Regions from separate parts of the Gossypium arboreum genome. Here all the other regions are linked to region 1. Evidence: chromatin contacts called from public Hi-C data. All regions are on one chromosome and are shown on one strand. Each heading gives the region's core, a stretch centred on a gene start, on an enhancer-like site or on the middle of the called end of the contact. The rest is flanking DNA. Distances are from core to core; before and after follow the strand shown.

Region 1 (2,856 bases), core at 110-2,609:
GCCAAAAGTGGAACAATCAAACCCTTCAAGGGAAATTGAAACACCTGTGCAGATAGTTTCACAGGCATAAGGAAATCGGAGAAAAAAAACCCAGCAAGAAATAAGTCAAAAAGAACTAAATTAACCAACGGAACTATCAATCGAAGTAGCGAAAAACAATATCTAAAAGAAGCAACTATCCAAATTACAGGGGAAACCCATTAAAAAAAAAAACACACAGTTCAGACTCTTGCTTCTCCATAATTAACTAGGCCTGGTTGGGTAAGGAAAACGTTTGGGCGCATAGGTCTTTTCCATATTTTTTTCTTATTTTTACCTTTGGGGTTTTCTTCTCTTCATTCCAGTGCAAAAATTGAATAACTTTCAAAGCAAAGCACAAAATTGCAGAGACAGAACAGGAAAAAAAAACAATTAAAAAGAAAGGAGAGAAGCTGAGAGGGAAGCAATTCACCGATTTGCTAGTAGAGAGAATACAGGATCATTGTTGTGCAAATTACAGAAGTTTGTGAAATTTTGTAAATATTGAGGGCTAAATGGCTAGATTTAGGATCAAATTGATAAAATATATAAATATTGGAGGATTAAATTTATTATTAGACCAATAAAAAAATACCCACATCAAGTATTTAGCAGGGTGACAAAAATTTTAAAATTTAAAAACATTGATGACAAAATTGAAAGTTTTTTAAGTGGGGTGATCAAAATAGAACATACCTAAAAGTTGGATAATCACCTATCTAATTTATCCAAAAAGAAATTACATCAAAGTTACTTCATGTCCAACAATTGAGGTTTCATTGATTTAAAAATGTATGGTTTTCTTATTAAGATTTGCTGTTTCGGTTAACATAAATTCTAACCTTTAAATAAATATATATATATAACTAATTTAGTTTTATGCAACCTTTTATTTTTATATTTAGATTTTGACACATACACAATAACATGAATAATAAATAAATTTAAATATTAAAAAATATAAATATAAAATTAAGGTTGGTTGAAATTGAATTAAATTTATGAGGTTTGTAATTTTAATAATTTATTTAATTAAAATAGTAATAGACACATGCTTTTTACCCATAAAACTATATTTCTTTGAAAAATATCTAACAATAGTTTCAATAGAATAAATAATCTATCTAGATGCTAAAAATAACAATGTTTTCGAATAAACATAAGTAATCAAATGAAATAAACGACTCGTTAAGATCCCATGCCTAAAGCTAACATCATATAACCAGTTGAGACATTGTAGAATACGCTAAACCCGAGTGAATAAAGTTAGATTTAGAGATTTTATGGGCAAGTGCCCAATCCCAGACCAAATTAGGCCCAACAGGGGAAGCTTTTGAATATAGCCCATCAGTACCTCAACATGAATGCTGCCTTTAAAACAACCTAAAACCCTCTCCACCGTTCCTAAAACCCTAGCAAACTTTCTCCCCCATGGCTTTCACTTCCATTCTCCGGAAAACAGCTAACTCCTTAGCTCCACTCGCGATTCGACTCACCCGAGTCCAGAGAAGCTACCACACTTGCATCTTCACGGCCTTGAACCATGGCCTCCAGTCTCAGCATCCTACTGTGAACCGTTTTTACCCAAACACCCTGCATTTCTCAACGGCTGTTGATTCTCAAAAATCCGCTTCTGATGAGTCTCTTCTCCGAGTTATTGAGTCTGAGATTCAGTGTGCCGAGGAGAGTGATGAATATGATCAGGTGAGTAATTAATTAGTTTTTCTTTTCCCCATTTTCTTTTATCATTTAGGGTTTATACGAAAGTAAGTGGAAAAATAGAACTTGGATTTTGGGTGTTTTGCAATCCAAATCGTGTCAACTGAAGACTTGTAGGGATTGAATTCAAGAGCTGTCTTGGAACATGGTAACACTCATTGTAGAACTTATATCCGACCCGAGAAACATAATTAGATGCTGCTTTTAGTTGTTTACAATATGGTTATTGAAAGAATTTGTGGGGAAAAAAAACAGAACAATCGCTTAATAGCCAGTATTGATGTTAAGTTTTCAAGCTGAAATCGATGCTTTATTTTGAATTGTTTTTTAATCATTTAAAAAAAATTGTTTCTTCACAGGCTGAAGGAACCCCAAGTGAATTCCCTTTCAAAATCGAAGACACTCCTGGGCTTCAAACCATAACATTGACACGAGAGTATGATGGTGAACTCATCAAAGTTAATGTTCACATGCCTGATCTTGTCACTGGTCAAGGCGAAGCGGATGATGACGATGATGATGACACTGAAAAGCCTAGTAAATCAAATGTCCCATTGGTTGTTAATGTCTCAAAAAAAGGCGGTCCGAGTTTAGAGTTCAACTGTACCGCTTACCCTGATGAGATTACCATAGATAGTTTGTCCGTTCGAAATCCCAACTCCGAGGATGAACTCGCCTATGAAGGCCCAGATTTCTAGTAAGCCTATTCAATACATTGTGAAATTGGAATATTGATTTGCATGGAATGCGATTACTAATGTTCTTGTTTTGCAGTGATTTGGATGAGAACCTGCAGAAGGCTTTTCACAAGTATTTGGAGATCCGAGGAATCAAACCGAGCACCACAAATTACTTGCACGAGTACATGATTAATAAGGATGGCCGGGAGTATATTCTGTGGTTGAAGAACCTCAAGAAGTTCATTGAAGAATGAGTAGTTTATGAAAAATGGTAAGGTCAAACTAGCACCGTTCCGAGTTGTTGTATGAACTAAGATACGAGTAGTTTTATCTATTTTTAAAGAGATTAGGTCGTCTTTTTGGGTTAGAATTCGGTCCATTTCCGGTACACATTCTTCATTATCATTCACATGGTGAAGAATCCATCCATTAAATTATA
Region 2 (2,856 bases), core at 133-2,632, 220 kb after region 1:
ATTTGATAAAAATCATAACTAAAAATATATTTTATATATGATAAATAATTTACAAGATAAATTTTGAGATATAAGTTCTTTTAGGAACACAAATTAAATTTCGGCTATATATGTCCTCTTTTCTCTTCCATAAAATTGTATAACAAAACAATATTTGAAGTGGGATTCATTTGAATTTAATAAAGATGATTTATACAACTTGTACTACTATATATTAAGCCTGTAATTGAGTTGTTGTTATGAGTTAATCGAGAATTAACTCAATTAATAATGAATAAAATATAATTACTTTATAAAATAAATTATATTATTTAATTATGTTTTTATTTTTATATCTTTTATATAAATATTATACACCTAGGATTTGACTTAAGACACTATATTTTTAACATATTTGGTTTATCATTTCAGCCAAAGACTCAATTGTTTTATACCTCATTTTTATAAATATATTTATTACATATATTATTAATATCCTCCATATAAAGATTGAGGGTAATTTAAGAATTATATTTAAAAATTAATCATATATTCTTAATGATCATTATTGCGGAGAGGTCAGGCTTATTTTAAAAGAAGTTTACAAAGTGTTGTAGATAAAGTGGTACCTTCCTTATCTACAATTGTCATATAAGGATATGGGCTCAAATCTCATCAAGAGCAAATGTTAACATTTTTTCAGTGGATGAAGGCACTCTTACTCCATGAACCCTAGGTTCTTAGTAAAGTCAGGAGACAAAACCTAAATAAAACCGAGCATAGATGCGTCAGGTCTAAACCAACTTGTTGAGAGGTCTATTGACTCCCCACTTCACAGATTTTTCTCGAAGCAAGCTCCACATCCCCTCAACAATATAAACTATTAATATAATACAATTTTTTTTTGTTCAAAGGAGAATATATAATTAATTATGACATTAGTACAAAAAAAATAGTAAAGATCTTAAAAACATTAGATAGCTTAAGGGAAATAACAAGAGAAAACACAGTATGGAGACTTGACATAAAATCAAACCATACCAAAAAGGAGCAAACAATTTATATTATATCTAATAATTTTATAAAAGAAATAATTATGTAGAGATGACTCATGTTCTTTATTAACAATAAAAAAATAAAAGAAGTACCCAAGGAGACACGTGGCAAACAAGGGTTGGAATTGAATCAAATGAAATGTCCAACTTGTGTTTGGTATTTGAATGATACATGCATAGCCATTTGTCAAAAAACCAGACATAAAAAATGAAGGAATTCACGTGGGTTTTCTTTTTCTAGGCTTTAGTAAAAATTCCATTTGTCTAATTCTCTTTCGATCTTCAAAATGGGGTTGAACAAAAGGAGCTCAAACTGTGAAAAACCCCTTTTCTTGGGCTTATAAATAGGCTTGGATCCTTTGCCAACCAACAAACATATCTCTACATCTGCACTGCAAACTCTTCACGTGTTTCTCAGCTTTCTCTCTCCCTCTCTTTTGCTTTCCTTCTGTTACCTCCTTCCTACCTCTCTTGCACTCTTCTTTACTTTTATCTCTTTGGTTTGTTTCTTTTGTTTTCTGAGAAAAAAGAAAATCTTATCCACTGGCCCGACATTGCCAGCAACCTTTTTGTCTTTGTGTTTTTTGTTCGGTCTCGTTCTTTGAGGGTCGTTTCTTGTTTTAAGATATATATATTTATATATATCTCAAAGAGTAGTTTTGTTCGTTGGTTGACAAAGAAAGATATTTTTTTAAACCCCAAAAAGGAAAAAAAAAAAAAGTTCACTTATTTTTCTGGTATGGAAAACAAAAGGCAAGTGAGTGGCTCTTCATCATCATCATCATCATCTTCATCGTCTGTTTCTTTGGATCATCTCTTTGGTCCAAAGGACTCTTCTTCTTCATCAACTACCACAACTGGGCTTTTTGGAACTATTTTTCCCCCTCCATCAGTGGTAAACCCTTTTGCTCTTCATTTTCTATCCATAAAATGATACAGCTTTCTTGATTTTGACGAAAAATGAAATACCATTTTACTCATTAGTTAGCTATTTACTTGCAGATGTGTGAAATTTTGATACTGGGGGATAATATACTTTGATTGGAAGTAACTGAGAAGTTGATATATTTAGGATAAACCTGGCTTAATTGTATTTAGAGTTTGTATATTTCTTTTTCTAACATTATGGATTTATATATTCCAAGTGAATGATTCTTTAAAAAAGATGCAAAGAGATGCTTTATATAATACACTAAAATTCTGTACATCATGTGCTTGGATATATTCACTTAGTGGATAGATGCTAGCTAGTGGGGTTTACCGGTCAATTTTTCTTTGTAACATCTTAAATTTGCAAAGTTAATATGTATATTCCAATGCTAGCTAGTGGTGGGCGAAAAGTTGGCTTTGGACTGTGCATTAATGGAATTATTGGTGACCTCTGGCTATGTATGGCTTGTTTTAATTGTGGTTATCCATTTTTGTTCTAATTTTTATAGGTTTTTAATGGTGAATACGTCTAAATATTGTTCTCTTTTCTGATTTCAGGTGCTGGGGAGGGACTCAACTCACTCCGGAATTAGAGGTTCATGGAATACTCAGGGTTTGCCCCATCATGCCAGATATGGAACAGGTTTTTTTGTTGCCTTCTTGTATTAATTTTTAGCGTTTCTCCTTGCATTTTTCTCGTAGTTTTCTTCTGTTCGACATATTTGGATATATATATGTGTGTGTACTTGACACGTATCTGAATATGAGGATATGATATATAAAAAAATTAAACATGTAGATTAATTATGTTTGTTATAGTAAAACTTTATGTGGGGTCTTAATGAGAATGTTAAGTTTGGTTTATTATCAAGCAAGAAACAAACATGAGAGA
Region 3 (2,856 bases), core at 190-2,689, 160 kb before region 1:
TAGCGGAAGAATTTTCTATAAAACCTCCACATATTGTTATAAAAAGAATTTTTCAAATTATGACATTTTAAATCTTTAGACTTAAAAAAATCCAACAATATTATGAAAATATATTAGTTCAAAAAGATTAGTATTGTTCAAACATTGCATAGATCCAAAAGACCCTAACTTTATTACTCATTCAACAACTCAAATAATTAAAATTTTCAAATCAAAATATTGGTTTGAAAACTCAAACTCTTTAAAGAAAATTCTAACTAAATTCACCATGATACTATGTTTAAACGAAAATAGAAGACGTTAAGATTAAATTATCAACTTGAAACTTAATTTTTATCCTCTATTTTATTGGTTAGTGGTCTTGGTGGAATGAAATTTTCTACTAGAAAAAGTTAATCATGTAAATGGAGTAAAATAAACGAATTAATCATAAAATTTGACATTTTTCTTAATTCATTGAATTAGAACTAGTATTCCTAATTTGAGAAAAAAGAAAAGTTCCACCTTGTATTCGACAAAACGTGGCAACCCACGTTAACGCACATCAGTTGTTTTTATCTTTGATGCATGTACAATAAACACTTAATTTACAATTATGTCGCCTGCAAATAGAGGTGATCATGGGCCGGGTCGGGTTCGGGCTAGGCCCAGTTAAAATTTTAGGCTCGTCTATTAGGTCTGGACTCGGCCCGGTCCGAAATATGGGCCTAAAAATTTGTCTAAGCCTGGCCTGAAATAAAATTGCTAAGCCCAAGCTCGGGCCGGCCCGACCCATATTAAATTTTTTTTTCTTATTTCATTAAATAAAAAAATTTAAAAATATAATAAATCAAATATATTTAAAAACATAAAAATAAATATTAAAACAAATAAAAATAATACTAAAACAATTATTAAAACAATACACAAATTGACAATATAATAAAAAATGGTTATATTAAAATTTTAAAATGATTAAAAATAAAATAAAAAATATATTAATATATAATTCGGGCCGGTAAAAGAACTCTTACTCGAGGCGGGCCTCATTTTTTTGCCCAAGCTCATTTTTCGGGTCTATATATTTACCCAAACCCTCCCATTTTTTGGGCGGGCCTTGGGGCTGGGCCGAGCCGCCCGGCTCATGATCAGCTCTACTGCAAATATGATCTAAAAATAATATAAATATGATAAGAATCTATTTTAAGAGTTAAGAGTATGTTGAAGCACGTAAATTTTTTATTTAAGAGTTGAGATAAGTTATAGATAAATTTAAGTATTATTAAAAAATAAAAAGATATAATAAGAATCTATAATAAAATTAATATAAACATGAGATAATAATATAACCCAAAATTAAAATAAATAAACATACTATGTAAATATTGAAAACAAGTTTGTACCAATCATGGACAATATCATCACTTTAACCCACATGATGGCTTTACTCAAAAACAGATGGCTCCATCAAATGACATTGAAAAGAAAGGAGGCCGATGCCCTATAATTGTAAAAAGGAAAGATGAACAGGTGAATTGAATTTGTCTGATTCAAAATTGGAGGCAATGCCATCTGGTTTTAAAATATTTTTTGATGGATACTTTTAATTGTGAAATATATTTCATTCTTATGAATAGACATCGGACGATATTATGATACGTGTGTATTTTTTTTGTCGTGTTTAATCGATTACTTATCTTCTTTTATTCTAGTATTTTTAACGCGTATTGCCCTAGTCCAATACTTTTGAGGCCCAACATGTTATAATGCAAAGTGATGGGTGGGGGCCGTTCACCCACAATCATTGGGCCTATCTTTCCCATCACATGATCGATTCTGCCTAATGATAAGCCCATCCATGTAAACCACACAATAATGGGCCCCTCACTTATTGCTTTCGTACTATCTTAAGCATCAGAAAGATTCTCATCAACTTCATTATTATTTTATCCTTATACTTTATTATCTCCATTCAACAACCAATAACATTATAACATGTTTTACAATTACTGCCGCATTAACATAGTATAATACTAATGCAATTTCAAAAATATTATAATTTAAAAAGTAATAACGAACATCAACCAACTACTAATATTTTAATAATAATATTGTATATAATTCCATTTTATTAAAAGATAATTATTTATATGGTTAGTTTGGTAAATGATTTTTAAAATGAATATTTGTTTATATAAAAAATTATTTTAACAATTATATTATTAAAATGTTATAATTGAAAACAGTGATTACTTATAATTAAATTTGATTCAGAGGAATACTTGTGATTGTAAATTTTAAAATTTTAAATTTTAGGAATAAGTAAATCGAATATTAACATTACTGTCCATCGTTAGTGCTAGAGCGGAGATATGAAAATGTTGACATATCCTTTGTAATGTCGTGTCAAGAGTGTCAAACCTCTGAGCGCAGTACTGCTCAAAGCGAGTGAGCCGCTCTGAGACGTCCTCTGAAGTAGGAGCAGTAGGAATATGGCAGTGACTCGAAGGTGGATGCTGTGGTGGGTTCTTTGTGATTGAGAAGAACATCATCAGTGAAGTCCTCTGGTTCATTTTGAGCTTCAGAATGAAATAATTTATACTGCGGGGTTTCCACTCCACGACGCTGCTCGATCATCTTCATGTGTATCATGCTCGAGATTTCTTGTGGGGACATCTGGCCAACAAGTGTAAGTGTGGAAGACTACTCCGGTGTGTCAGGGAGACCGAAGTGCCGAGTGAGGCAAGTCACATAAAGGCCTAAACAGATGGGGCCCTTTCTGTGGCGGTCAGTCTGATGGCGGAAGGCTAGAGCGATTAAGTATGCCAAATTAAAGATATTCCTAGTGGCTATGCTCAATAAAAAGTATGCATTGTG

Evidence for each region. A called contact is a pair of places that touch in the nucleus more often than the background predicts.
Region 2: a contact with region 1 is called in a Hi-C map of leaf, with 3 times the contacts expected there. The contact joins the promoter of LOC108459856 here to the promoter of LOC108458060 in region 1. A contact is called at or near these places in 2 of 5 Hi-C or Micro-C datasets (both in leaf).
Region 3: a contact with region 1 is called in a Hi-C map of leaf, with 2.5 times the contacts expected there. The contact joins the enhancer-like site here to the promoter of LOC108458060 in region 1. A contact is called at or near these places in 2 of 5 Hi-C or Micro-C datasets (both in leaf).

What each region holds. Positions count from the first base shown.
Region 1 is chr4:15,294,322-15,297,177 of ASM2569848v2, forward strand. It overlaps LOC108458060, which reads left to right and starts at 1,360. Exons shown (of 3, transcript XM_017757300.2): 1 at 1,360-1,722; 2 at 2,097-2,434; 3 at 2,512-2,856. The coding sequence starts at 1,450. The coding sequence ends at 2,671.
Region 2 is chr4:15,510,642-15,513,497 of ASM2569848v2, forward strand. It overlaps LOC108459856, which reads left to right and starts at 1,383. Exons shown (of 6, transcript XR_008281757.1): 1 at 1,383-1,929; 2 at 2,523-2,607.
Region 3 is chr4:15,135,557-15,138,412 of ASM2569848v2, forward strand. No RefSeq gene overlaps it. Among protein-coding and RNA genes, the nearest start is that of LOC108460826, 7.6 kb to the left of the region's middle. Within about 2 kb of position 1,440, at least 1 of the 2 cell types and tissues checked has an H3K27ac peak or open chromatin away from gene starts, as enhancers often do. A contact at or near this core is called in leaf, where this site is marked.